Regions from separate parts of the Zea mays genome. Here regions 2 and 3 are each linked to region 1. The links are chromatin contacts, called in public Hi-C maps. All regions are on one chromosome and are shown on one strand. Each heading gives the region's core, a stretch centred on a gene start, on an enhancer-like site or on the middle of the called end of the contact. The rest is flanking DNA. Distances are from core to core; before and after follow the strand shown.

Region 1 (2,700 bases), core at 189-2,688:
TGAACAAAACATTCAAGAACTCCACATGATGCTTGGTTGAAACAAAAATTATTGTCTGCTCCTCAGAGCTGATGCGTTCCCTGACCAAATACAGTAAGGCAGCAAGCTTCTCTTCTTGGCGCAGTGTGAAGAACACCATCCTGAGATCAGGACTGATCTTTTTGTCCAAGTCGAGCCTCACAATGTGCGGATCACGCAGACCAGCTTTTGCAAAATCTGCAAGGGCACTAGGCAAAGTGGCACTAAAGAGCAATGTTTGTCGTGTATCATTTAGCTTCTTCAGAATATCGTGCAAATGTTTGGCGAACCCCATGCTGAACAAGGAATCTGCTTCATCAAACACAACATATTCCACTGAGCGAAGAGTCATGTCCTTGACATCATTCAAATGGTGCATGAGCCTGCCTGGCGTGGCAATTATGATATCAGGACACTCTGACAGGTCCTCAAACTGACTCTCCATGCTATCTCCACCAACAATTATGCTGGTTCTTAGGTCTACAAGATGGGGGAAAACAAGTCACCATTCCGCACTGATGAAATATTTCGAGCTGAGAAGGAGCAGCCCAGAAAACACAACAATCGATGCCCAAAATTGTATACAAGGGCACAAAGACAACAATATACCCAAAATGGTAGGCTGCTATCTCAAGTAAAGCAGCCCAATATAAGCCGCTGAATTATGCATCTCGAAAGTGTCATATAAAAATTCTCAATTGGTAAAACAGCATGATTGCTATGTAGCAAAGCTGACAGCGGCACATTGGCCTGGCTACGAGCACGAGGACTACTACGCACCTGTGAACTTGCCGAGCTGGTTGGAGAACTTGAGCGTCTGCATCGCGAGGTCGCGGGTAGGTGAGAGGATGAGCGCGCGGACGCCGGCGCTCGGGTCGCGGCGGCGGAGGCGCTGCAGCATGGGCACCAGGAATGCGGCGGTCTTCCCGGAGCCCGTGCGGGCCATGGCAGCGACGTCGACGCCCGCGAGGATGAGCGGCATGGTCTTGCGCTGGATCGGCGTGGGCACGCGGTACCCTTTGTGGCGCACCCCGCGGTACACCTCCTCGCAGAGCCCCATCGACTCGAACCCGCCCGACTTGGACTTCTTGCTGACGCCGCCCACCGACTTGCCACGCTTCGGCCGCCGCGTGGACATCGCATCCGGCTCCGCTCCGGCGCCCATGGCGGAGGAGGAGGAGGGCTTGGGCTTCCTGGAGGATTTGGACTTCGTGGGGGTTAAGCGAGCCATGGGGTGGCTGGGAAGTAGGGAGGGAGGGCAGAAGAGGGAGACGTGGGTTTAGCCGTTTGGGGCTTTATCAACGTCGGCCGTGGCGGCGAGGTACTGCGGAAGCGGAAGGAGAGGAGAGGGGTGGAGGGGAGACACGCGAAGCAACTTGCGCGACGAGCCAGGTCGGGAATCATGGGCCGGGTCGACATGAAAAAAAACTCATGGGCTGAGATACAATGGGCCTGTTTGGTTGCATTTATATGACACAAGCTAAGTTCTAAAAATATAGGTCCTGTTTGACACAGTTTATTTTTATTTTCAACTTGTTCACAAATTTAAACACAGTCAGAAAGACAATTTCTGCAGCAGCTTATCAGTTCTGCTGCTTATCAAAATAAACTAAAAGCAGACAACAAGCAGAAACTGTTTTCATCAACTTCTAAGATAAGTTATTTTTTCAACAAGCAACAGCAATGCTAAACAGGACCATAATTTCATCATACTTAGAATGCCTTCAACGGACACGTCTACCTAGAGATGGCCAAAGGGGCCGCCCGGCCCGGGCCCGGTGAAGCCCGGCCCGCCAGGCACGGTTAGAAAACCGGGTCGGGCCTTCTAAGCACGCGGGCTCAATTTCCTGTCCGAGCCCGGCCCACAGCGGGCCTAAACGCGGGCCGGCCCGTTTAGCACGAAAAAAGCGGGCCGAAAATGGGCTATGCGGGCCGGTAAGCACGTTTTAGTGTAAAAAAGCGGGTTTAATGGGCTTAGAGGTAAACGGGTCGTACCGAGCTAGCCCACCGTGCCTAGTTTCTTGTCCGAGCCCGGCCCGCTTATTCGTGCCGGGCCGGGCCCGCATAGAACCGAGTCATGCCGGGCTCGGACCGGACCCAAACAGCGGGCTTCGTGCCAGGCTCGCGGGCCTCGTGCTTATTGGACATCTGTGCGTCTACCACGCCTCCCCCCCTAATGTAGCGGCTACAGGATCACGCGAAAACGTCGCAATGGCCTCCCCTACACAGTCCTTCATCTCATCGGCGTTTTCTCTCCCCTGATGAAGGGGAACGCTACCAACATTCACTCGCGCGCAGCACCGGTCAGTTCCTATTCGCGGCTTTCTATGGAAGGTTCTCCCGTACAAGATGCGGAAGACGGCGACAACGCAACCTTGATTCCATCGACGAAGCTCCGACGTCAGGCGTCGCGATCTGCATGGCAACATCCCCGTCATGCCGAAGATCTGGATTTGACGTCCTCCCGCTCGTCGTCTGATGCTCTCATTGCGGCGGAACCCAAAGAAGCTACTCGCGGTCGCGGTTGAGTGAGGCTGCACTCGCTGACGTCTCACTAATCCTAGCTCCTTCTCCGACGAGGCATCAAGCCACCACGGACGACGTCGCGCTAGGAAGCAGCCATCGGTTGAGCCCTCACCCATTCACTGCCCGATCAACCTCTACCCTAGGAATGGATTCTGG
Region 2 (2,704 bases), core at 24-2,523, 360 kb before region 1:
CGTGGCCAGCTCGGCTCGGCTCGGATCGGCTCGTTTGAATTTTTTCGCGAGCTGAGCTGACATCCTAGCTCGGTTCGTTAACGAGCCAGCTCGGTTTGTTAACAAGCCAGCTCGTGAGCTAAACGAGCTATCACATTTCAGCAAAACAAAACTATATACATATCATTTACGTAACAATTGATGAATATGTTATATGTATGTGTGGTGTCTATAACCTATAAGTTAAACTAATGATTGATGAATTATGTCTATGTATGAAATTGGTCTATACGAATATAAGTGTGGGTTAAACTGCTGAATATGTGTGTGAATAGTGAATTAATGAGTGATGAGTTGTGTTAATTTGGTGTTATATTGATATGGTCTGTGAAACTATGAGTATAATTACTATTTTCTGTTTTAAATTAGTTTGAAATTAACTAGAAATTGATTATTAAACACATATTATTTTTTTCTGCTCTGGCTCGCAAGCTAAACGAGCCAGCTCGAGCTCGTAAACGAGTCGAGCCGAGCTGACTCTGTGGCTCGCTACCTTAACGAGCCGAGTCGAGCCAACTCGTTAGCTTAACGAGCCAGCTCGAGCTCAAACGAGCCGAGCCGAGCTGGCTCGATATCCAGCCCTACCTAGGCGGCTAGCCTCCTCTTCAGGGTCTGTTTGGTTGGGCCGTGGCTATGAAAAAAGCTGTTGTGGACTATGAGCTGTGAGAAAAGTTGTTGTGAGCGGTAAACTGTTAAAAAGCTAACAATCGTTTGGTCGAAACCTCTGAAAATCGTTAAAAGTTATTTGATATATGTTTTCACAGTTTAATCTAAAAATCACTAAAAGTAGATCTAGATATGCTTTTATTTTTACACTGTGAGAAAGTCGGCTTTTAAAAAAAGTTGCTTTCTTAATCTAACCCTTTGGTTTGGCTTTGGCTAACCCTCAGTACTCTTGGCTTCTCCTTCGCTGTTGGCTGTTGCTATCCGGTTCACTAGTTCAGTTCTCTGGCCCCGATTCTTCCTCTTCCCCACACCTAAGGGGTTGTTCGGTTAGCTCTCAATCCATGTGGATTGAGTGAGATTGGATGGGTTTGAATCCTAAACAAGTCAAACTTCTTAAGAATTTTTTTTAATCACATCCAATCCATGTGTATTGAGAATAACCGAACAAGGCCTAAAAGATCCGAATCTAGGGACGACCGGGTTCCTCCACCCCAGGATTCTCGTGGCGACCTCGCAACAACCTTGCTCTTCGCATCTTTTCAGTTGCCGAATCTCTCTCGCCTTCTCTGCTTCAGGCTATAGTCAGTCTGTTCTTGGTGATAGGTTTAGTCACAGTAACTCTTCTACTATCGTTTGCTTGCTCCTCCGATTTGCGCCGAGAAGCAACCGCTATAGTTTTCAGCGGTTTCTTTTGTTCCACTTGATGTTGCTTTCGCTTAAAGGGCGGTTCCTTCCTCCATTTGCCTGCCAATATCCACTTTTGACGAGACAGATATTTATTGGATCTAGTTCCGGAAGAAGATAAGATTTTCCTCACAGATTATCCTTTTTGCTTTGCTCTATTCTCTTTGATTTTGTCAGCTTTGCGCCCCCAATTTTCAACCGGATCAAGACGACCCGAGCATTCTTTGATTTCTTTCCCCCACAACGGCCATGTCGCTGAGCCGATTCTCGCAGTGGATATGGCCGGGGAGCAGAGCCAGAAACCGTAGAGGCCGCGACCGCGAGCCACCGGCGTGGAGCAGCACGGCCGTGACGAAAGGCCTCTTCCCGGACTCCCCGTCCGGGTTTCGGGAGCCAGACGCCGGCGTCGGGCGCACGGGCATGATCAGCCGGCGCGGCGGCCGCGCGGAGGACAGGGTCGACAGCGAGCACGGCATGGTTATCGTGCAGTCCGACGGCGACGGCTGCCTGTCTGACTCGGACTCCGACGCCTCCGACTGGTCCATCGGCTGGTTGGAGCCGCTCGCGCCGGATCTCCATAGTGACGTGGACTCCGAGGGCAGCTTCGCCGTCCTCGTGCCGTGCTATCGACGCGGCCGCGTTGACCGACCTGCCCGACCTGATGGTAGGTTCCCTGGTCCTGGTGGTGTCCCCGCCCACGGCGGCGTTTCTGGTGAGCTGAATACGCTAACTGCTAGTTATTCCCTCCACTAGCACTTGCGGAGTACTAGGTGTTGTGCAGAGTTGGTAAATAGACAGTAATTACTAATTACAGTACATCGCTAAACCTGTTTGTTTAGCCTGTTAAACCGATGTCCTAAATGGCAAGTTTCTAGTTATCGGCTGTTGAATTCTTTTGCCAATAATATTGTCTAGGCACCGGATAAGTGTACAATCTAATGAGGCCACAACAGTATAATGAGAGGTGAAACACTTGCGTTACTGCGAGCAGAAAAAGAACAGCAAGAGTTGTAATCTTGGGTGTACGGCCTATCAGCATTTAAGATTCCTATAGTGTCAACTGTCATATAGTGTCATAACACAACTTACATGACTAATTAAGTTTACCATATGGTATGAGTAGGACATAACTTTACTTGATACATGCTTGTTTCCTCTTCGTTTGCTATGCTGCCGTCGTGCCATGATCATTCATACATGTCGTTTACCCAAAACCTCACACACATATATTGTGTGGTGTTCCAAGTTCCAACTAGGATGCTGTGAATCATGTCAATTCAAACCTGTAATGACTGTGTCGTAAATTTATCAGACA
Region 3 (2,826 bases), core at 151-2,650, 490 kb after region 1:
CAGTTGCAGACCAAAAGAATGGCAAAGTAGGTTCTGTACCTAGATTTCTGCAGAGCCTCAATAAACAAAGACAGGTCAAACCCCAGCCTCACAATATGAAAAGTAAGTTTCATTATAAAAAAAAAGTGAAAAGTAGGTTCTGTACCTAGATTTCATCTTGCTTCATCTTATCAGGACAATGAGTCCAGAGGGGAACAGTTCTTATCAGCCAGTAACCATATCCTAGATTCACCAAATAAAAAAAGGGGGGGGGGGGGGGGTCGCAAATAGGGCTGGGACACAGGTGACTAATGGTTTCCCAAGGAGGTAACATTTGTGGATATCACAGGCCAAATTGTGTCTCGACATTTCTCTTATCTCACAGAACAACAGAGTTGACCAGAAGAAATGATTTTTGCAGACTATGTGGAGGTTTTTACGGTCAACAAAAAGGTGGCATGATAAATTATTCACATAGATTGCCTTCGGAAAACTACTGAGCATCTTTTAGGCTGAAAGAAGCTTATTTGGTAACAGGAGGTTATACACTTAGGGGGTGTTTGTTTGAGATTATAATCTATCCAGATTATATAATCTAACAACTTTTGAACTAAAAGTTAGTTCAAAAATTGTTGGATTATATAATCTAGGTGGATTATAATCCCAAACAAACACCCCCTTGTACACAAATCAAAACCTTCTCTATCAGTATCTCTCTTTCCTTTAGGATAATGTTCAATTGTTTTTATTTATTCTGAACCAGATAAACTAAAACATACTTGTAATGCTAATGCCTCCCGAGTTTAGCTTCCTAGATAAGCAAGGTAGCAGCTACGACATTAACTGGGTCTACGGTTTCTCCGTCCTTACCGCTGTCGTAGCTGCCGACGCCGACAGAGAGGCTCCCGCAGCACCGGGGCCGTGTAAGGGGCGCGCCTCTTATCCCCGCAAAAGCATCCTCCGCAACAGCTCTGCAAAATTCACCCACGACGCTTGAACTAATCAGCACGTGGAGGCGAAAACTAACAACTGGCTAGCTAACACGTCAATAGGATGGAAATGAGCCGAGCGTACAGATGGAGGGGCCTCGGGGGGCGATGCAGCGAGCGGACGGTGAAGGCTGCCTGGTTGAAGGCGGCGGCGGCTTGCATATCCGCCGCCGCGACTACACGACGTGGCGGGGTAGGAGTGGCGGTGGGGTGGGGAGGAAAGCTGGGTGCGATGGAGGAGGCGGAGGCGGAGGCAGAGGCGGGGCGAGAGCGGCGAGAGGGGACAGGAGAGGCGTGAGACGGAGTAGTTGCCTAGTTGGGGATCGGATAGGATGACGATTGACGGAGAATGGAGAAAGGTGGCCGGCCGGCGGCGGCGTGGTTGGTGGGTCCGTGGGTGCGAGTCGTAATTTTAAGGAACAATTGGATCTATACAATTAAAAGATCCAAACTTTAGATATATACCATGGACCTCATATGTCATTGACTCATGTGGACCCACATGTAAGTGAGATAGTAATGGTATGGATCCAAAGTGGTGATCTTTTAATGGTATGGATCCAAATTTCCCTAATTTTAAATGGACTAAATTGAGGACCGACACATGAGAATGAGCCCTGATCTGGCCCACTAAGGCAGGCCTTAAATAGTCTACAAATTGAATAACTTGAACGTGCGCTAGATATGCATACCGTACCGCCAACTTAAAAACGAAAAGATCTTTCAAGTAGTTTATAATCTATATCTATAATCTATAATCTATAATCTATACTATATTTAAAGCATCAGTTTCAACGGACGTCATGCGTCATTTTTTTACAAATAACCTCTCACATCTATTTCAAATTAATCCGCTGCACGTCTATAGATGCCAAACAACGTCCGATACGGGCTACATGCACACGAGCCCAACTATGACACAGCCACGTCATGTCGGCCTACTAACTGTGTCGGGCCAGCTCGTTAGCCCATCGATCCATTTAATTAAACCAGCGTAACGACGCCCGATACGGGCTAGATGCACGCGGGCCACAACTATGGCACAGGCACGTCATGCCGGCCTGCTAACTGTGTCGGGTCAGCCTGTTAACCCGTCGATCCATTTAATTAAATCAGCGTAAAATGTCAAAAAAACGGTGCAGGAGGTGGGGTTGAACCCATGCCCTGATGGAAGAAGAGCAGGAGACACTGAGTGAAACTGTCTAACCAGTAGAACATCACACTAAGATGTTTTTAATATTGAATATAAATTGTATATAGGTATATACATTTTTTTTGTAAAATAAAAAAATAATCGTGTCGGGCCCGGCCAGCACTACGGGCCGAGACTACAGCCCAAGCACGACACGACGTTCTTGGCTCTTGCAAGCATTAGGTCGTTTATGAGACCACATTGGCGCAATGGACTACATGATGTTTGAGGTTGCTGAATTGGATGAAGCATCAATGATTTGTCACACTAACAACAAAATGAAAGTTTATTTGTTGGTTTTAAACGTTAGTAATTGCTATAAAGTAGCATAATTTATACGGAGCACATCCAGTTTTTATTGATGCCTGACTTTAGCAATCACTCCATATTTTGATCTATCTTTTTTATAAGTTTGACTTTATGGGACTTATTTTAGAAACTTGATCTCACAAACTTTCTCTTATTTGGTCTATGTATGATAGAATTATGTCATTTTATAATCTCTGTTCATTCAGTCAATCGTTGTGAACTCTCTTATAATCGCTCACTTCATTGGCCGTGTTGTACCAAGACATATTTGTATGGAGTAAACAATGACATCACTTAGCCAAATCAAAAAATATATTATACAGAGAGCGGAGACAATCAATAAAAAATCTTGAATTT

The links. A called contact is a pair of places that touch in the nucleus more often than the background predicts.
Region 2: a Hi-C map of ear shows a contact between it and region 1, with 2.4 times the contacts expected there. The contact joins the promoter of LOC100277074 here to the promoter of LOC109946026 in region 1. A contact is called at or near these places in 2 of 25 Hi-C or Micro-C datasets (ear and tassel).
Region 3: a contact with region 1 is called in a Hi-C map of endosperm, with 3 times the contacts expected there. The contact joins the promoter of LOC100282903 here to the promoter of LOC109946026 in region 1. A contact is called at or near these places in 2 of 25 Hi-C or Micro-C datasets (endosperm and tassel).

The regions. Positions count from the first base shown.
Region 1 is chr4:80,795,995-80,798,694 of Zm-B73-REFERENCE-NAM-5.0, forward strand. It overlaps LOC109946026 (DEAD-box ATP-dependent RNA helicase 29), which reads right to left and starts at 1,439. Exons shown (of 11, transcript XM_020552564.2): 1 at 799-1,439; 2 at 1-498. The coding sequence starts at 1,249.
Region 2 is chr4:80,440,059-80,442,762 of Zm-B73-REFERENCE-NAM-5.0, forward strand. It overlaps LOC100277074, which reads left to right and starts at 1,274. Exons shown (of 2, transcript NM_001150741.1): 1 at 1,274-2,053. The coding sequence starts at 1,639.
Region 3 is chr4:81,282,520-81,285,345 of Zm-B73-REFERENCE-NAM-5.0, forward strand. It overlaps LOC100282903 (dnaJ domain containing protein), which reads right to left and starts at 1,401. Exons shown (of 5, transcript NM_001155809.2): 1 at 1,054-1,401; 2 at 850-950. The coding sequence starts at 1,130.